Linked DNA regions of Sus scrofa: regions 1 and 2 are each linked to region 3. Evidence: chromatin contacts called from public Hi-C and HiChIP or PLAC-seq data. All regions are on one chromosome and are shown on one strand. Each heading gives the region's core, a stretch centred on a gene start, on an enhancer-like site or on the middle of the called end of the contact. The rest is flanking DNA. Distances are from core to core; before and after follow the strand shown.

Region 1 (2,700 bases), core at 16-2,515, 260 kb before region 3:
ATGATAGTTACAAAATTTCAGATATACAGAAAAAGATTAAAAAGAAAGCAAAGGTAAATATTTTGCTATATATTCTTTTTTTGTGTGTGTGTCTTCTTTTTTTGCCTTTTCTAGGGCCGCTCCCATGGCATATGGAGGTTCCCAGGCTAGGAGTCCAATCGGAGCTGTAGCCACCGGCCTACGCCAGAGCCACAGCACACAGGATCCGAGCCGCGTCTGCAGCCTACACCACAGCTCATGGCCACACCGGATCCTTAACCCACTGAGCAAGGCCAGGGATCGAACCCACAACCTCATGGTTCCAAGTTGGATTCATTAACCACTGCGCCTCGACGGGAACTCCCCTGGTATATATTCTTAAAGGCTTTTTAATATGCATACATATTCAGACATATGGGTCTAGTTTTTTGGCATTTACAGTAAATGGAACAATTCTGTAGTACTTATTTGATTCCTGATTTTCAAGAACACAATATATCATGCGGATCTTTTCAGGTCAATATAGACATATCATTTTTTAATGTCTGGAAAGTATTCCACTGAATGGATGTGCCCAGGTTTATTCGCCAATCCCAGCTGCTGCTATTTAGGTTGTTTCCAACTTTTCACAGGATTATAAGGAATCTCTTTCCTTCTATACTCACTTTTGAGCACAATGTTTATTTCCCTGGAATACATTTTCGTTAGTGAAATTACTAGGTCACTGACAAACCATCTAGGGTCTATCACATATACTGTGTCCTAAGTAGTGCTGTGGAACAGGGTGGCACTGAAGCCAGGGACCGGAAGTCTTCCTTTTGAAGGCCTTGGACTCTTACAACTGTACCCTGGTTCTTCCCAGTATTTTTTTTTTTTTTCTCCCCTTGGCACAGATTTAGTGTGTGAGGTCGGAGCTGGTGTCGATGGCGGCGGGTTCGGGACCTGTCCCAGCCATCCGCTCTCAGCCTGGCCCCCAAGGTGGGGCCTCCACAGCCCTCCCAGCCCCTAGGAATCCATCCCCAGTTCCCCTCCCCCAAGGCGGGAGGGCGTGTTAAGGAGAAGCTCAGGCAGGCAGCGATTGCACCATCCACGGTTCGAAAAGGAAGTGGAGACAGCGCAGAGGAAAAGCGTGCATCCCAAAGGCTGAGCCCCTAGCAGCCAGACCTGTACCCCCGCAGCAATCCTTCCACCACTACTCACGGGGCTCCGATCCCTTGCCTTCCTCCCCTTCCCCAGCCCAACCCTTGGCTGTGTATTGGCTCTTTAAGAAGCTGTCACGGTGGCGCTGTTGGCCCCGCCCCGCGGGGAGGGCCGAGAAGGAGGGGAGGGGTTGGTGGTGGCTGAAACTGGGGGGGTCTGGGTCTATTTTTAGCGCTGGGTCGGATCACGTGACGGGAGTGACGTCTCCGAATGTTGTTGTTGGTGGCGGCGGCGAGCGGAGCCGGAGGAGCTGCCGCAAAGATGGAGGAGCCGTCGAGGAGGCGCTGCCGCTGCTGCCGCCGCCGCTGCTGCCGCCGCCGCCTGCGAAGCCGGAGCTCGAGCCGCAGGGGGTGAGCGCGCTGCACCACCCCCGATCCCACTTCCCCCCAGCCCCCCGGACGCGACGCGGCGCCCCCTCCTCCAGCCGTCGCTGCCCGCGGGCTCCCCGCGCGCGCGCCGCGCTCCGCGCCCCCCTTCCTTCCTCCTGGCGCCCGGGTGCCAGCCGGCGCCCCCTGGGAGCATCACCGGCCCGGGAGCCGGGCCTCGGGGCTACTGCGCGCGCCCCTCCCAGCCCCTCCCAGGTAGGGGCGCCTTCCCTGCAGGTAAGGGAGGGGCCCATCTTCCCGCGACCCACACCCCCGAATGGCTGGGAGACCGGCCGGGGCAGTCGGATTTGCCCTCTCCCGGGCGGCGCGTGGTGCGTTGCAGAGCGACTTGAGCCTTGCAGCCGGATTCTGTGTCGACCCCTCTTCGCTGGACACCCTTTCTTGGTACTCTGAGGTGAGGGGCGCTGCCCACCCCGCAGCGCTTCTCCCCATACCTCAGAAGGTATCCTCGATTCTGTGTCCTTGACTTCTGTGCCGGAGGAGGGGGCCTGCGGGCCCACCTTACTTCTCTCTCCCATTATTCTCATTCCCTCCCCCTTGAGGTGTTATTGCGTTTGTTCCCACCCTCTTCTCCTGTCTGACACCCTGGAACCCGAGTGAGGAAGCTGGGAGATGAAAGCTCCCCCTACTTGTCTGGGGTGGATGCCCCCCGTTTTTCATCCTGGATCTGTGTCTCATGGAGGCAGAAACACTGCCTGTGCCTTTTAACTTGGGGGAGGCTGCTTCCCAACCCCACCCTTCCCTGGGGCCCTGGGGAAGATGAGACCTGATGGGGTAATAAGTAATTAATCTGGGAGTCTGGTTGGTGGAGTGGGGTGGAGGGGAAGGTGGGAGCACCCCTCTGGGGGGAGGAGGTGACCACCTGATAGTCCCTGTTGGCCTTCTGAGATGAGATGTGTCCCAAAAGAGGGAGGTTAGCAGCTGCAGTTGCTTTTGGGGGTGCTCAAGTGAGCCACGACTCTGACAGTGACCACTGTGCTTCAGGGGCCTGGAATTAGCTTTGACGATTGGAAGTGATGCTCGTGGTGACTGGGTTCAGGGTCCAACTGGGAGGGAAAGATGGAGTCAGAACATAGGAACAAAAGGAGGCAGAGGATGGGAGGTTCAGGACTTTTAGCCAGAAGGACCCCTAACC
Region 2 (2,837 bases), core at 294-2,793, 310 kb before region 3:
AACCAAAAAAGAAAAAAAAGCAAAGTGAGACCACCTCAAAGGGACAACTCTGTAGGGGCCATCACTAGACCCTATGCAGCAGACACTGTGTCTGCCTCCTCTTGAAATTCTCCTGGCAGTGAAGCAGGACACACACACAGAAACACCACCCTCCTGGGTTACCACAGGCTCACAACTACAAAACCGCTACCTGCGTGGAACTAATTTGGACAAGATTCCAAATGGCTCTCACAATCCATTTTGCAATCTTTCTTCTTGTAAGGTGGCCTCCTCCCTTGGCAGTGTCTTAGAAAGGCAGTAAGGATCTCTATTGCTCCTTGGAGTCCCTACTCTTTCCCTTTGAGATCTGCTGCTTTCATAGCTGTCCCTGGGCAAATCCCATCTAATGACTGTCGTTACCAGCCTGTTCTCACAGCATCTATAAAACTTCATTATACTTATCTACCTGTCCATCTCTCTACCAGACTCCTGGAAGACAAGGATCACATGTATTTTTCTGTGTCTCATAGAGCCCAACATAATCCCATAGCAGTTGCTCAAAGAATATCTGTGGAATATATCAACATCTGAATAATTTCCAATAGTACATGGGCCTTGGAGTCAGAAAACAAATAAACAAACCCAAACTACAAACCCCGTCTTGCCTCTTACTAGCTCTGTAACCTTAAATTCCTCGGGGCCTCAGCGTTCTCATCGGTAAAATGGGATTAAAAATAGTACCTACCTCATAAGGTCGTTTTGAAGATGAGGAGAGATCATCGAAGCAAAATACTTAGCACAGTGCCCAGCACATTGCAATTGTTCAGTAACAAATAGTAGCAATCATTTATCACTCTCACAACTAACCCCTGATGGTAAGGTTAATATCATTAACCCTGACTTACAGAAAAGAAAACTGCGGCGAATAGAGGCAAACACGACTGGCACAGGCACAGGGAACTTTTGTGGGAGGGGCCGGGCAAGACCCCAGGTCTCCCTCGGCGGAGGCCTTTGCTCTCTCCTCAATCTGTGAGCGACCCTTGATGGCGCGGTGAGGAAGGGTCCCCGATCCTGCCTATCTGAAGCGAAGGCTCCGCGTTTGGGCGGTCCTATTCCCGCGACGCTGGGGAGGGGTCCGTAGGTCCAGCCGAGCCGAAAGGCTGTCTATTCCCCGCCACAGTTCCCAGACCCAGTTCTTCCGGCCCAAGAGGGGTAAGGGAGGGTGAGGGGGTCACAAACCATCCACACCCCTCAAACTTCGGGGCGGGGCCGGGGAACTGGGGGCGGGGCTTGAGTACGCGGGGGAACATGGGAAATTAAAGGGGGACTGGACCGGTACCGCACCTGGATAAGGAAGGAGGTCCTCACCTGAAACGGCCAAACTAAGTGTTTTGACTTCGTCAAGACGGCCCATGGACTCACCTTTCTTTAGGGAATCGGGGAGGGGGCTGACTAGCCCCAATTCTGTTCAGGGTCCAGTCTCTTCCGGCTTCTCCCGGAAGCTGTTAGAACCAGAGACAGGAAGTTCCGCCTCTGCGCCTTGCACTGATGACGAAAAGCTACGTAAAGCGGGCTGACGTAAACGTATTCTTTAAATAAAAGGGACAGGTTTCTCGGCGGAAGGAGGGGCGGAGTCGTTGTTGGCGGGATCCTGGCCCTCCCGGGGCCGAGCCACGCCTGGTGGGCGGGGCCTAAAGAGCTAGGGGTGAGGAGTGGGCCCTGGAGGGAATTAGGGGAGGTGCTTGGGTAAGGGGCGTGGCTCCGCGTCTGGACGTCAAAGCTGGATGGCACCTCTGGGCAATCTAGAGCTACCCTTTCCTCTTTCGCAGCTTTCTCTATCCGGTCTTGCTCCCAACTTCCCAGACTGATTGGACTTATTACTGTCCAACAACGCGCACTGAGCTCTGGGTTAGCGGAATCAGCAGGCACTGGTCTTTCTGAGCGCCACGAGTTCAAATCAGGGCTCAGTCGGGAGCCAGGCGAGGAGACGATTTAGTAACCAACCATTCGGTGTTTCGAGATTGCGGCTCCAGATAGTGTGGCACCTTGGTAAATAAGGTGAGAAAGCATTTCAAAGAAGGCACTGATTTTTTTTCTAGGCTTGGGGTACAGGAATGGCAAGAGCCCCCAAAAAGACAGGTTTAATTTACAAGAATTTATCTGGATTTTTGCAATTAAATTTTGTTCTAAAGAGGTTCTGTGGTTTTTGCTGTTTTCCGGAGCTGCCTATGTGACCTACACCACAATTCACAGGAACAACAGATCCTTAACCCACTGAGTGATGCCAGGGATCGAACCTGCAACCTCTGGGTTGCTAGTCGGATTTGTTTCCAATGCTCCAGGATGGGAACTCCATAAGTGTTATCTTTTGTTGTTGTTTTGTTTTGTTTTTAGGGCCACCTTCGTGGCATACGGAGGTTCCCAGGCACTAGGGGTGGAATTGGAGCTGTAGCTGTGGCCTATACCACAGACCCAGGATCCCAGGATCTGAGCCTCATCTGCGACCTACACCACAGCTCCTGGCAACACAGGGTCCTTAACCCACTGCGAAAGACCAGGGATCGAACTGGCTTCCTCATGGATACTAGTCGTGTTCATTAACCACTGAGCCACGAAGGGAACTACTCTGGTGAACTATGGATTGAAGAAGTATAAATAATGCAGATGGTCAAGCTAAAAAGCGAAAAGCTCAATAGTTTTCACCACAGAACAGACCAGGGGAACCAGGTCTTAAGAAATAAAAAGATACCCCAAAACCTCCCTTCAGTCCTCTTCCAGCCACTATCTTCCAAAGAGAAGTCACTATTGGAGCGGAAACAAACCAACTAGGAACCATGAGGTTGTGGGTTTGATCCCCT
Region 3 (2,700 bases), core at 102-2,601:
GACTTCTCTTTTGAAAGCTAATGTAGGTTCAAGTCAAGATGAGGGCTGACATTAGAAAGTTTCCCACTTGCCTGGTATGCAGTGCCACCAATAGCAGCAGGAAGAGGTATGGTGTCTGGGAAGGCCAGAAAGGCACTGGGGTGGGGGTGGGGGGATGGAGAAATCTAGCCCTGGTTACGCTTGGACTCTAAGCCAAGTAATCTCCCCGGCAATGGTTTCCCTGAAGGTATGAGCCCACAGCTGTTTGCAGAGGTGAAAGATGAACTTGATGATTTGATTCCATGTCTTCACTTTTGCAGATGAGGCGAAAGTCCAGAGCAACAGCCAAGCTGCTCTAGAACAAGTTAGTGGAAGAACAAGTTCAGGATGTGGGTTTCCTGAATTCTCAGGACCACGGATGTTTTTTGGAGACGTTGGGCTTCGGGTGAGCTGCCATTGGGGGAGGTCAGAGACCTGTCGCTTTTGCTGGTAGTGGGATCTCGTAAATGATGAGTTGCTGACATCGTGTGGCTCATAGTGGGCTGGCAGCTGCTCCAGGAAGGGCTGCAAAGGAGCGGGATGCATCTCCACACCGGCACTGGGCGTAGCACCTAGTAAGTGTCCTATGCAATTGCTGATAAAAACAGGGAGAACACCTCCCCAGTGCTCACTATGTGGAGCCCGGGGGTTTCCTGGAATGCTACATTTAATCTTTCAAACAACCCTAGGAGTTAGGGGCTAAACCCCATTTTTTCAGCAAAAAAAAAAAGTTACATCATTCCCCAGGGCTACCTATGCTTGCTTGCAGAGCCCAAGCTTTAAGTACGATGCCGACTCTCATTGAAGGTTGGAAGAAATGTGCCCCAGAGTTGGGCTTCTCAAACGTTAACCTTCGCAGAGATTTCCAGGGAGGCTTGTAAAATGCTTATTCTCCTTCAGCAGGTCTGAGCTGGGGTGCAGATTCTGCTTTCCTGGCCAGCTCCCGGGTAATACCAGAGCTGCTGGTCTGCAGCCGGCAGTCCGAGCTCCCAAACGGAACCCGTGTGTCCCTGAATTCCTGAAAAACCGAGGGACACTTGGTGTGCCGCGGTCCAGAGGAACTTTTATTGCGCCCCGCATTTCGTCCAGTGGCGGTACCGGACTGCCGCGCCTTAGCGGGGGGTGGAGGTGGGACGAAGACCATCGCCCCTCCCCGAACCCCGGCCGGAGCTCCAGAGCCGCAGCATCTCCGCCCGCGGACGCAGGCCTCGGAGTCTTCCCCCGCGTCCGCCCGGCGCCTGGCGGCGCGCGTACCTCCCAGAAGCGGAACGCGCCTGGCCGCCCGCGCTCCGCCGCTTTCCGCGCCCGGCGGGCCCGCCTCCGGGGCGGGACGGGGCGGGTCCCGGCTCCGGAGCCCCCGCCCAGCTGACCCGGCCGCTCTCCCCTCGCTCGCGGTTGCCCCGGCGTGCAGGGCCCGGCCGCCGCCATGTCGGGCCCGGTGGAGCTCTCGGTGCAGGATCTCAACGACCTGCTCTCGGACGGCAGCGGCTGTTACAGCCTCCCAAGCCAGCCCTGCAACGAGGTCACCCCCAGGATCTACGTGGGCAACGCGTGAGTCGCCGCTCCCGGGTCGCAGCCCCGCCAGCCCCTCCCCGGGGCGCCCCGCCCACCAGAGGGCTGGGGTGGGGGCGTCGGCGGGCGTGGGTGGGGGGAGCCGGGGCGGGGTCCCTCCTCCGGAAGCCGCGGCGGGGGCTGGGCGGGGGCTGAAGTCGCCGCCCACCGCCTCGCTTGGGGCCGAGGGGCCGGACCCCGCCCCGGCCCAGCGCGGTCCTTCCCTTCGCGTGATGCCCGGGGTCGGGGGTGCTCGGCCAGCCCGATGTCCAGTCCGAAGCCCACTCTCCAGGGGCACGGCCCTGGGCGGGGTCGGGGCTACCAGTTTCATTTAACAGGTGGCCCTCTGTCACCCGGCCGGTCTCCGGCCCCGCGTGTCATGTGACAGCTGCCTGGTTCTGCAGTGAGGTCACCGCGGAATGTCTGCCTTTGCTCCCTTGGCAACGGGCTGACGTCACACTTCGGGCGTGGAACTTTCCTGGCCGGGCAGGCCCAGGGCCGGGAATTGAAAGATCCCAAACTCGGGATCCAGGGACCCGGGCCTTGGTTTTCTCGCTTCTCCCCCAGCTTTCCAAATAGGGTGTGATGTACCTGAAGTTCTAGAACAATCCAATGATAAACCCCCTAAGGACCTGAACCATCACTTAGAAAAGGCTGCGGACCTTCTCCCCATCAGGAAGTGCATTTATTATTTATCCCTTAGGAGTTCTTACCAAATTGATTTTTTCATTTTCTCATAGTCAAACTACCAGTAAGAATTTCTGAGCGGCAGGAGGGAACCAGTGTTGCCCGTTCTGAGAGGTGCTGAAATACCAGCCAAAAGGCAAAAATAGATTACCATGCCTGTACAGCCGTGGGAGGGCACGGGTTGGATTTTCCTGAGACTCTGAGAATCCAGTTCCAAGGACTGCCGTACAAATGGGGGTCATCGTGGAGCTAGGGGGTCTGGAAGGCAGTTTCCAGCTTCACGAGGCCGGTGTTATCCATTTAATCATTTACCATATTGAGCCTCCCTGTGTGTTGGGCATTGAACAAGGCTCATTCACAGTAGAGTTACTAGTGTTAATGATAAAGCTGTTGAATGTTGCTGTTGGCTTAGTGTAAGAGAAGGGAGCTGCATGGTAGGGACTC

The links. A called contact is a pair of places that touch in the nucleus more often than the background predicts. HiChIP or PLAC-seq counts read pairs in DNA pulled down with a chosen protein or histone mark.
Region 1: a contact with region 3 is called in a Hi-C map of liver, with 2.5 times the contacts expected there. The contact joins the promoter of C12H17orf53 here to the promoter of DUSP3 in region 3. A contact is called at or near these places in 3 of 47 Hi-C or Micro-C datasets (liver, psoas muscle and skeletal muscle) and 1 of 2 datasets of contacts at active chromatin or transcription factors (alveolar macrophages).
Region 2: a contact with region 3 is called in an H3K27ac HiChIP or PLAC-seq map of alveolar macrophages. The contact joins the promoter of TMUB2 here to the promoter of DUSP3 in region 3. A contact is called at or near these places in 3 of 47 Hi-C or Micro-C datasets (epiblast stem cells, liver and skeletal muscle) and 1 of 2 datasets of contacts at active chromatin or transcription factors (alveolar macrophages).

Annotation. Positions count from the first base shown.
Region 1 is chr12:19,076,612-19,079,311 of Sscrofa11.1, forward strand. C12H17orf53 reads right to left here and starts at 1,266. Exons shown (of 11, transcript XM_021066897.1): 1 at 1,180-1,266. HDAC5 (histone deacetylase 5) reads left to right here and starts at 1,299. Exons shown (of 27, transcript XM_021066892.1): 1 at 1,299-1,529.
Region 2 is chr12:19,022,682-19,025,518 of Sscrofa11.1, forward strand. It overlaps TMUB2 (transmembrane and ubiquitin-like domain-containing protein 2), which reads right to left and starts at 1,544. Exons shown (of 3, transcript XM_021066887.1): 1 at 1,402-1,544.
Region 3 is chr12:19,334,957-19,337,656 of Sscrofa11.1, forward strand. DUSP3 (dual specificity protein phosphatase 3) reads left to right here and starts at 1,352. Exons shown (of 3, transcript XM_003131360.6): 1 at 1,352-1,569. The coding sequence starts at 1,445. C12H17orf105 reads right to left here and starts at 1,265. Exons shown (of 6, transcript XM_003131374.6): 1 at 1-1,265.